2 separate regions of the Anser cygnoides genome follow, and region 1 is linked to region 2. A link is a contact called in public Hi-C data. All regions are on one chromosome and are shown on one strand. Each heading gives the region's core, a stretch centred on a gene start, on an enhancer-like site or on the middle of the called end of the contact. The rest is flanking DNA. Distances are from core to core; before and after follow the strand shown.

Region 1 (4,889 bases), core at 483-2,982, 250 kb before region 2:
TACCTTTACTGCTTCCAGTAAAGACCTCATGCCCTCTCTTCCTGCGAGTTTGAAGCCGCACTGTAAAGCAACCTTCCCCCTTCATCCCAGGTCATTTATTAACACAGTTCAAGATCAGCCAGTATTTTCTGCCCATAGCAGCGTGAAAAGTTACGTCAGTTGCCACCTGGCAAGCACGCCTGCTTTCATCAGAGGACGGAGAGGGGGCTCCAGGGAAGAGGCCCCAGAGCAGCCGGCCAACTTCACAGCTCAAGCAACCGCGGTGCTGCGCGTTGTGAAACGCCTGGCACCGTCCTGGTGTGATGCAAGCAGGTATCACTCGCCGAGGGGGTGAGCGTGTGGAATGCCCAGCTCTGGAGCAGGTTCCCTGCAGATGTGGAGCCTTCGAAAAAGGAAGTGCAGCCAGGGAGAAGGGCAATGAACTGATCTAAGTCAGATTAGCGGAGAGCAGGAAACAGCCTCCAAATGCCCTGGTACGTGTCTCGTGCCAGAAGCGGGATATCTGGAATTCCATCTTTAAAGATGAACTTATTCTGCAGCTTTGTGCAAAGTTCTCGGCAATTTTATTCCTTAACTCTTCCCCGCGTCCCTTGGGAAACGGGCGGCAGCAGCGCGCGTTCTGGGCTGCGTGGCTGGGCAGGATTCCCCGCTGCGGCTGCCCTTCGCACCGGGTCCCGCTTCGAGGGACGTGCTAGGAGGGAGGAGGAAGCAAGCCGCTAACCGGAGGGCGGCCGGCACACCTTCTGCACGGCCACGCAGAAGCCTCGCGCGGAAAACTCTACGGGGTGCGAAGCACAGCGTTAGACAGGGGAGCTGATATTGTGAGCTGCAAACCCGGCTAAGGAAATCAATCAACTAGAGACCGACAAACGCTACGTCGGAGCACGCAGCTTCCACTCTTCTGATGCTCTGCCAGGCAGCAAACGCGGTTTAAGAGAGGGAAACGTGAAGCCTGTGCAAAAGGAAGAGAATTACCGAAGCAGCAAGATAAACAGCAGGTGTTTGCAGGTAGCAAACAATTAATAATAATAAAAAAAAAGAGGCTGGAAGGCGGCCATCTCACGGCTCCGGGAGCTGTCAGCCGCGGGCACGGAAGGCGACAGGGCCGGGCGGGCAACAACGCAGAAGCGAGAGCGGAAAGAACCCAAACCGGTGCTGCCTTCCCCTGCCTCCAGCGGGCTTTGGTTCGAGGAGGGGGTACGGGTGTAGGGGGTGCTCCCGGACCTGGGACGGGCGCGACGGGAGCCCCGGGGGCCGGTGCCGGCAGGAACCTGCCCCGCTTCTGGCCGCTGGCTCCGCACCAGCGCTGAGCCCGCCCCAGCACCACGCCGGGCTCACGGCCGCGAGCATCGTCCCTCCTTCCTTCCCTCCTTTCCTCCCGCGGAGGGGCGAAGCGGCCTCCTGCCGGCCCCGTCCTGCCCCGAGACCCCCTCGAGACCCCCCCCGGTGCCGTCCCCGGTCCCCGCTCCCGTCTCCCGCCGCCCTCCGGAGCCTCCCTCGGGGGCTCCTCGCTCCGGTCACAGCCACTGCGGAGCCCCGGCTTCCTCGCAGGGCCCGCCCCGGGCCCTGCCACTCACCCTCGCCCCGCTCGGCCCCGCTCGGCCCCGCTGCGCTGCTCCCGGCCCTGCCCCGGCTCCGCCGCCGCCGCCGCCGCCTTTTGTTCGCTGCGGCTCGGCGCTGCCGCCCCGGCCCATCGGCCTACGGGCGCCGCCGCCTCCCATTGGCCGCCGCCTCCGCCACGTGTGCCTTGCCTGAGCGCTCCCCGCGCTCCCATTGGCCCGCGCCGGTGGGGCGCGCCCGCGCGGCCTTGTGGGAGTCGTAGTTCCGCCCCCTCGCTGCCGCGCCCCCAACCCCCCCCCACCCCCCCGGCCCTGACCCCCCTCCCTCTCCCGGCCCCCCCCCCCCCCCCTCCGGGCCGGGGCTGCGGGCAAACAGCGGCGGTGCCAGCTCGGAGCAAAGGGCCGCGGCCACGCCACCGTCACGCCGAGCGCCGCCCGCCAGCCACGGGCAGCCTGCCCCGCTGTCACCAGCACCTCGCCCCGCTCCCGGCCCCCTCGGAGCTCCCAGCGCCGCAGCAGCCCCGTTCCCGCTGCTGCTTCTTCCTCCTCCTCCTCCTCCTCCCGCTGCAGCCTCTCGGCCCCCGGGCCAAGCCGCCCACCCTTCCCCTCCCACGGCCCGGCCCAGCATGACTGCACCGGCAGCCGGCACAGGCCGGATCCAGGCGTTCCCCGGAGCTGGTGGTGTAAGGCAGGGGGCAGGAGGCGTCTGCCGGTACCGGCGGTGGGGCGCGGAGCTCCGCAGCGCATAGCCAGACAGCAGTGCTGCTCGGGAACCGAGCATCACCATCACTGGGGCATGGTCCAGAAGGATACAGCTGCCAGGTGTTCTTTACCCGAGCAGGGCAGCGAAACATCTCCCACACGCAAAGAGAGGAGAAAGGGACACCCGTGAAAGTGCAGGATGCGGCCATCCCCCCTCCCTGTTCACGACAGCCCCACTTGGTTTGTAACAAGCCTCTAACGGCACTCATCACGTCTCTTCTGCTTGCCAGCAACACTCAGAGCATATTCATTTTTTTTTCCTGGCGTTTCCAACCTGTGACTAAAGTACAAATCAGCCACACTGAAGCGAAGCGCCCTGGGGCAGTCCCTCCGATGAGGGAGGATGGCTTCGGTCCAGAGGCGAGCAGCCCATGACATTATCACGGGGCTGGAGCACGGACTTGTAACAGCCACCGGCGGGTGACCAGAGGACACAGACACGATGCCTGTCTCCTTACGGAGAACGTGTCACAACCAGCAATGGCAAAAGGCCCCGTGGAAAAGTTACCAGAGGTTTACTTTAAACCACCTCAACTTCTCTCCCTGTTGGCAGAGGGTTTGTCACGCTGGCCTCCCACTGCAGGGTTTGACTGGTGTTTGTGTCACCACCCACGCATGAGACACCCTGCCTGCCTTCCGCACAGCCCCATCCACCACGCCGTTGAAGTGAGGACTGACCCTGTCACTCCTGGGCTGCTTCCAGAATCCAGCAGCAGCTCTGCCATTCCCCATGGTGATGTTAAATCTTACAAACTGCTCTGAGCTGGAGTATTTTTTGAGCAGGCCAGACAGGCCACACCCACTCTGAGTCACTTTGCTGGAACAAATTGCTTCGAATATTAATCCTGGCAGGGTCTTGTACAAGGCCAAAATAAAGTCAAGACTTTGGATGCTGATAGGGGAGAACCAGAACATTCTCTCATTCATCATTTCTGTTTGTCCAGGAGCATTGGATGCTGTAGCAATGAAATCAGTAGTGTGGGCTACCAGCAAGCACCAAAGAAGAACTGAATATTACACAAATAGGGGGGAAAGCAGTGGGCTGCCGTGCGAAGCCCCTGCAGGAGGCACCACCTCCTGACCTGGCTGAGCAGAAGAACCTGTTCGGCCTGACACTGGCAGGAGCTGAGGCATTCACACGACTGCTCTTGCACAGCGGTTTTATGAAGTGCCTGCACTCCCACACTCCCTTTCTTTACGGCCGTGCCTCCAGCGCTGGTGTTTGGAAACGCAGGCTTTAGAACAAAACCCGAACAAGCGCCGGAGCACCGCAGGCTGGACAAGTCGGCTCAGGAAACACCGCGCGAAACGCACCACGAGCGCCACAGCTCCGGCTGCATGAAATTACCCGGCACGCATTTTGCAGCGAAACGGGCGTTTCCTTCCCTCGCAGCCCTGCCTCGCGCACCTCTCCTATCTGCCGCCCACCCGTGCCCTACTTACACCGTGCCTCTGACCAGCCCACCCCGCGCTGCCTTGGCTCGCAGGAACGCGCTGGGCACGGCTGGGCACGGCTCGGGCACGGCTCGGGGCACGGCTCGGGGCACGGCTCGCAGCATTTCGAGGCGCCCGGCCCACGCCAGCCCCCGGGGCCGAGCGCTCCCGGCCGGGTCCCCCCCCGCGCTCGGCGCCGGCAGCGGCGCGGCGCGAACCGCGGGAGCCGCACGTGGCCGCGGCGCGGGCGCGGGAAACGGCCTCGCGCCGTGGCGCGCCAAGACGTCACCGCGCGGGCGGGGCTTCGCGCCGAGCCGGAAGCGGGGCGGTTGCCTGGCAACGGTTGCCAGGCGACGGCGGCGACCGGGGCCGGGCCGGGGCATGGCGGCGGGGCCGGGGGGGGGCAGCGTGCCGGCCGGCACCTTCCCCGGCTTCATGACCGAGGGGACGCTGCTGTACCGGCGGGGCGAGTACGGCAAGGCCCTGGCCTGCTTCGACAACGTGAGGGAGCCGGGGCGGCCCGGGGGGGGAGAGCCCCGAGGGCACGGGAGGGGGGCGGGGGGCGGCGGGGGCACCGGGCGGGGGCACCTGGGGGGTCCCCGGGGAGGGCCGCGGCTCGCAGGGGTGGCGGCGAGGAGGGCGGGGGGCGCGGAGGGACGGGGCAGAGGCGGCAGCACCGGCGGGTGGCACCGGGGGGGGGGATGGTCCTAAAGTGGTGGCACCGGGGGGGGGTGGCCCCGAGGTGGTGGCACCGGGGGGGGGGCGGCACCAGCACGAGGGGAGGTGACAACGGAGGTGGCACACGAGAGGAGGTGCAGGCCCTGCCCTTGTGGCAGGGGTTGCGCACAGAGAGGGGGGCAGCACGAGAGGAGGGGGTGCAGGAGTATGCAGAGAATAATTTTTGCAGAAAAAGTTGGAGTTTTTGGTCCTCATCCGCCGGCCAGATCCGTGCAGGGACGGAGCAGGTCGTGTCCCGTATTTGTGTGCGTGAAGGGAGGGCGTCGAGAGGATGGAGCCGGTTTCTTTTCAGTCGTGCCCAGTGAAAATACGAGAGGCGACGGGCACAAACTGAAGCCCAGGAGGTTCTGGCTCAATGTGAGGGGGCACTTCTGTACTGGGAGGTGACAGAGCACT
Region 2 (5,273 bases), core at 1,369-3,868:
GGCTCCCTCTCAGCCCCGTCCTGGCCTCGAGGGATCGAGGAGCAGGCGCGGGAGGCGGTGCTGGGTTTTTACGGCCCCCCCCCCCAGCTCAACGGGGGGCCGGGCCGGCGAAACCTTCAGGCGCTGCTGCGGGGGGAGAGGGCTGGGAACGGCCTCGGGATGCGATTAAACCGTGGGCTCACGGCGAGCGGGACGGCTCCGCCGCCGGGGGTTGATCGGGGGGACGGAGGAGAGGCCGGGGACGTCGGGGAGCGGCCGGCGGCCTCCTGAAAGGGAGCTCCCCCTGCGGCGCAGCAGCCACCTCCAGCGCCGCGGGGCAGCGGCTGTCCTCGAGGAAAAAGGGCCCGGGGATCCCCCCCCCTCGCCGCCCGACTCGGCGGCGTTACCGAAAACGCCATCTCCTTCGCCCAAAGCCCGACGTGGGACCTCTCTCCAGCCCGGCCCCGGCAGCGGGAAGCCTCCCTCGGGCAGATTTGAAGATCCGAGGCCGGGACCTCCCCGATCCCGCTCGTCGCTGGAGCGGAGCCCGAGCGCGGCGCCACGCGGGCCCCGAGGTAAAGGAACCGGCCGGAGCCCGGCACGAAGCTGCCAAAAATCGCCCGAGAGCTCAGGGTCGGCTTTCGTCGGCTCCCCGGCAAGGGCAGAGCTCGGGAGGCGGTGGTGGGAGCCGTAACCCGTGCGGGGCGCCGGGGAGCCGCATCGTGCCGCGGGGCCTCGCGTCTGCTTCTGCGGCCTGGTGGCTGGGGGCATCCCCAGGGACCCCCCCCCCGGCTGCTTCCAGGGGTCCCGCGGGCAGCGTGAGCGGAGAGGAGGCCCCCCCAAAAAATACGGGGTCAGCGGCGAGAGCACCGGCACGCTCCGGACACGGGCCCCCACCCACCGGCAGCGCCTCGAGGTCCCACAGGAGCAGCGGCGGCCGAGGGGCTGGCGAAAAACCCCCTCGAGCGGCTCAGCAGCTGCTAACGAACGCTAAAAAAAAAAAAATAATTAATTAACGAAGCGGCCAAGCGACAGCTCCGGGCAGGCGAGGGCTCGTTTTGCGAAGGAAGGATTTGGAGTAAAAATTCGGAGTTTTCCTCGGCTCTGCTCCGCCGGGGGGGCTTCCAGAGGGAGCCCCGGGGGGGATTTGGGGAAGGGGGTGGCCGCGGCGGGCGGGGGGGGGGGCTCGGGGCAGCCTCAGCGTGGGGCTCCCCCAACCCCCCCGTTCCCAACCGCAGCCCCGACCACGGCGCACGGTGACGGCCGCCACCGCGACGCCCCCGGGGATTTCGGGGTGCGGAGCGGGGCCCGGTGCTCCCACACAGGCAGCGGCGCCCCGGGGCGCTGAAGGGCCCTCCCGGAGAGCCCACCCAGGGCATCCCGGCCTCCCCGGGGCGGGGGCGCAGGCCCAGGACCCCCCCCCACCTCTGCTCCCAGCGGGCGCTCCCCGTGCGGGCCCCGTCCTCCTCCTCCTCCTCATCTTCCTCCTCCTGCCGGGGTCGGCAGCGCTGGACGAGGCCGTGCAGAGCCGCCCCGGGGTACGAGGCGGCCGCCCCGCTCCGGTCCCGCTCCCCACGGGGCCGAACACGGAGCCGAAGCCCGGTCCGGGGCCGAAGCCCCCCGGTGGGTGACGGCCGAAGCCCCCCGGTGGGACACGGCCGAGCAGCGCCAGCCGGGGGGGGGGGGCACGGCCGCAGCCCCGGGCCCCACGAGGGGCACGAAGCCGTTCCCTTACCCCGAACCCAACGAGCGGCCGCGGGACCCTCGGCTCGGGACCGGGACAGCCCCGGGGGCCGCCTCCGGTAACACCCCCCCCCCCCGGTCCGGTAACACCCCGCCCCCTCCGGTGGTAACCCCGGTGCTGTGAAGCCGGGGCTGGCGGCCGCTCCCCGGTGCTGCCCCGCCGCTCCCGGTGCCGTCCCCAAACCGAGGAACCGTCGCCTTGGGGGGCCCCCGGTCAGTCCCGGTCGGTGCCCCCCCCCCCCGGGATTTGCCCCGTGCTTACCGGATCCTCCCCCCCCCGGGGGCTGTCAGAGCGGGGCGCCGCGTTAAAACCCCCCCGGGCTCCCCGAACCTACCCCGGTACTGCAGGGGCGCAACGGGGAACGGGCAACCGGGGACAACCGGAGGGCAGCCGGTACCGAGCGGGGACGGGGCGGGTAGGAGAGCCCCGGTAACACCGGCACGGCGCCCAGGGGGGCTCGGCAGCACGGGGACCTCGCGCCCGCGGCGGCCGGCACCGGAGCCGCGGTCCCGGTTCCCCCCGGTATCCCTTGGTACCTCCCAGTTCCCTCCGGTTCCCTCCCGGTTCCTCCCGGTACCGCCCCGGCTCCCCCCCGTACCTCCCAGTTCCCTTCGGTTCCCCCTCGGTTCCCCCCCGTACCGCCCCGCTACCCCCCGGTTACCCCCCGGTTCCCTCCGGTACCTCCCGGTTCCCCCCCGGTGCTCCCCGCCCCCCCCGGCCCGGCCCCCCCCGCCCCGCGCTCACCGTCGGGCCCGGCCGGGGCGTGGCGGCGGCTCCCGGTACCGGCGACGATCGCGCTCCGCTCCCTGCCCCGAGTGACGCCACCGGCGCTGCCGCCCGCCAGGCCCCGCCCCCCCGCCTCGCGTCACGCCCCTGCCAGCCAATAGCAGCGCGCGGCCCCGCGAGGGACGGGCTGCTGCGAGCCAATCCGCGCGGTCTTCTCCGCGGTGACGTCACGGCGGGGGAGGGGGGGCTGCCCCTCGCTGGCTGTTCCCGGATCTGCGCCTCCTCCCGCCGCGGGGCGGCGCCGGGCGGTGAAGGGAGGGAGGAGCGGGGGGGGGAGCGGCGGGTGCCGGGAAAAGCCGTGCGGGAAACCCGGCTGAGTTCCGGGCAGCGCCGTGACGTCAGCGCGCGGCCCGCCGCCGCCGCCGCCGCCTCTTAAAGGGGCCGCGCCCTTACCGGGGGGGGGCCCCCCCGGGGCACCGGGGTAGCACCGACCCCGCACGGGGCGGCGGAGCCACGAGGCCTGGGGGCGCGGAGCCGAGCCCCGACGAGGCCTGGCTGCCCCGACCGGGCTCCCCAAGGGGCTTTCGGTGGCGGCAGGGGGTGCCCGGTGCCCCCCCCCCCGGTGGGACGGGTGCCCCCGGCCCCGGGCGCTGTGAGCAGGCGGCAGGCCGGTCCTCGTAGGAAAGAGCCTTTATTAGCAGGGCTGCTCACCGGGAGGCAGCCGTAGGGAACGGTTAGAGGCCTCAGCATCACCCCCCTTGCCCCCCCAGCACCCGGTGGTGGCACCGTGCCCCGGGCGGCTGCTGGGCGAGGAGGAAAAAGGCGTTAAAAATAAAATAAAATAAAAGGCGATAACCGGGCGGTGGGGAGTGCGGAGCACGGGGGTGATGAGCCGCCCGCGGTGGGCCCGGCGGGAGCGGCGGCACATGGGGCCGCCCGTCCTGGACCCCGGGGTGGGGACGGTGTGGGGCCCGGAGCACGTTGATTTGTAGGGCCCGGAACCGGTTGATTTATGGGGCCCGGAGCTGGTTGATTTGTAGGGCTGGGAGCCGGTTGATCTGTAGGGTCCGGAACCGGTTGGTTTGTAGGGCCCGGAGCCGGTGGATTTGCTCTGTCCGCCATCAAGGAGCCTTCACCTCGCAGCCCCCGTTCAGCCCACGCACCTTGGCCCCTGCCCGCAGCCGCCCCCCAGCCCCGCGTCCCCGGGGGTCGCACGGGGCTGGCGCCTCGTCCCCTGGGGGCAGCGCAGGCGGCAGGGCAGGACCGGGGGCTGGAGGCGGGCTGGGGGGCACCGGACAAGAAGAGGGGAAACAGGACAAGAAGAGGGGAAACAATGCGGAGAGGAAAAGCAAGTTTATATATTTAGTCGGGCCAGCGGCAGCAGCCCTCCCTGCTCCTGGGGAGGAGCGGGCTGGGAAGGGAAGCGGCGGCACCGCCGGGAGGTGCTGAGCCCCGGTGCTGAGCACGGCCCAAGGCCTCCCTCGCCCACCTGCCGGGAGCAGCCCCGGCGTCCCCACGTGCGTCCGCAGCTCCCCCGGGGCGAAGCTGCCGAGGCGAGCGAGCGGCCTCCTGCCCTCCCGCCGGCTCCCGCGGGGCCGGGGCGATGCTGCGGCGCTGGCTGCGTGCGTGAGAGCCGGAGCGTGGCAGCCCCGGGGGGGAGTTGCGGGGTGCGATCCGAGCGCTGCCGTGCTGCGGGGGACGGAGCGAAGCCGGCGGGAAGCAGGGAACGGCGAGGAGGGAAAGCGCAAGGACGGGGGTGCGAGCCTGAGCCGTGCCGGGCCCCCTGGAGGAAGCAGGGGCTGAGGAATACTCAAGGTGTCGAGGCCGCTCCCTGATGGTCGAGCGCCTGGCGAGGCACCGGCACATCCCGAATGCCTTCTGGCAACGAATTTCACCTGGTGCTGGCTTCTCCGGCACCGCTGCCTGCCTTCGCCCTCTCCCCGGCCAGCGAGCAGGCACCTCGCTGCCCGCTGCCACCGCAGAGGGGGGGACGCGGCGCCCCAGCTCTGCGTGCTGCCTGCCCCGGGGAGGGTTTTGGCAGGCAGACCTTTACCCCAAGCACGGGAACGGGCGCCCACCCTGCCCCTGCAACGGCAGCGCCGCGGGGAGCAGCGGCAGGCGCGGGCTGTGGGAACGTGGCGGCGGCCGGGCTTCGGGGTGAGCCTGTCCTGGCACCGCGCGGTCCTCGGGAGGGGAGAGCGGAGCAGACCCGCCTGCGCGCCGCGGGGCTCGCTCAGCTTCGCCTTCACCCTGCAAATCCCCGGGATTTGCTCGGTTCTCCCCTCCCGCCTGCGGGGCGCGGCGCAGATCCTCTGCCCCGCAGCGCGGGGGCTTGCTGCCCGCTCGGCCTGGCACGGGGAGCCGGGGTCCGGTGGGCTGGGCAGGCTGCTTGGCGCGAAGCTTTCTTGACGCCAGGGCTTTGCTCACAGAGGGCGCTTGGGTTTTGCAGGTGTACAGCCGTTATTATCTTGGTTTTAGCACTCTCCAGCTGGGCTGGGTCCCCGTCGCTCAGAGCTCGTCTTCAGGGCCGGTGGCTGGAGGGCTCTCACGCAGCCTGTGGCAGGAATGGTCTCCGAGGGTGATTTTTGACGTGTGTAAGAAAAAACAGTCCCGTGTTCCTAGTGTTCCTGTGTGCTAAAACTAAAATATAAAATACACCTCGTCCTAGCAGGCAGGGGATTGGCGTCGGCTCTGCAGGGTAGTAAAGATGCTTGGTGTACGCTTCCCCCGGGGCACCGGGGCGGAGAGATCTCAAACTGTGACTGGTTCCGCGTTCAGCCGTCCATCCGCAACCCTTCCGCGCCGCCGCGGCTCCTACTCACTG

What was found. Hi-C and Micro-C count contacts between places; a contact is called where the count stands out from the background.
Region 1: a contact with region 2 is called in a Hi-C map of liver, with 11 times the contacts expected there. The contact joins the promoter of ACLY here to the promoter of STAT3 in region 2. A contact is called at or near these places in 2 of 7 Hi-C or Micro-C datasets (both in liver).

What each region holds. Positions count from the first base shown.
Region 1 is chr22:7,187,191-7,192,079 of Taihu_goose_T2T_genome, reverse strand. ACLY (ATP citrate lyase) reads right to left here and starts at 1,732. Exons shown (of 28, transcript XM_066981707.1): 1 at 1,578-1,732. It overlaps ODAD4 (outer dynein arm docking complex subunit 4), which reads left to right and starts at 4,093. Exons shown (of 14, transcript XM_066981708.1): 1 at 4,093-4,256. The coding sequence starts at 4,137.
Region 2 is chr22:6,940,416-6,945,688 of Taihu_goose_T2T_genome, reverse strand. STAT3 (signal transducer and activator of transcription 3) reads right to left here and starts at 2,618. Exons shown (of 24, transcript XM_066981728.1): 1 at 2,468-2,618. CAVIN1 (caveolae associated protein 1) reads right to left here. Exons shown (of 2, transcript XM_013199771.3): 2 at 3,788-5,273. The coding sequence ends at 5,264.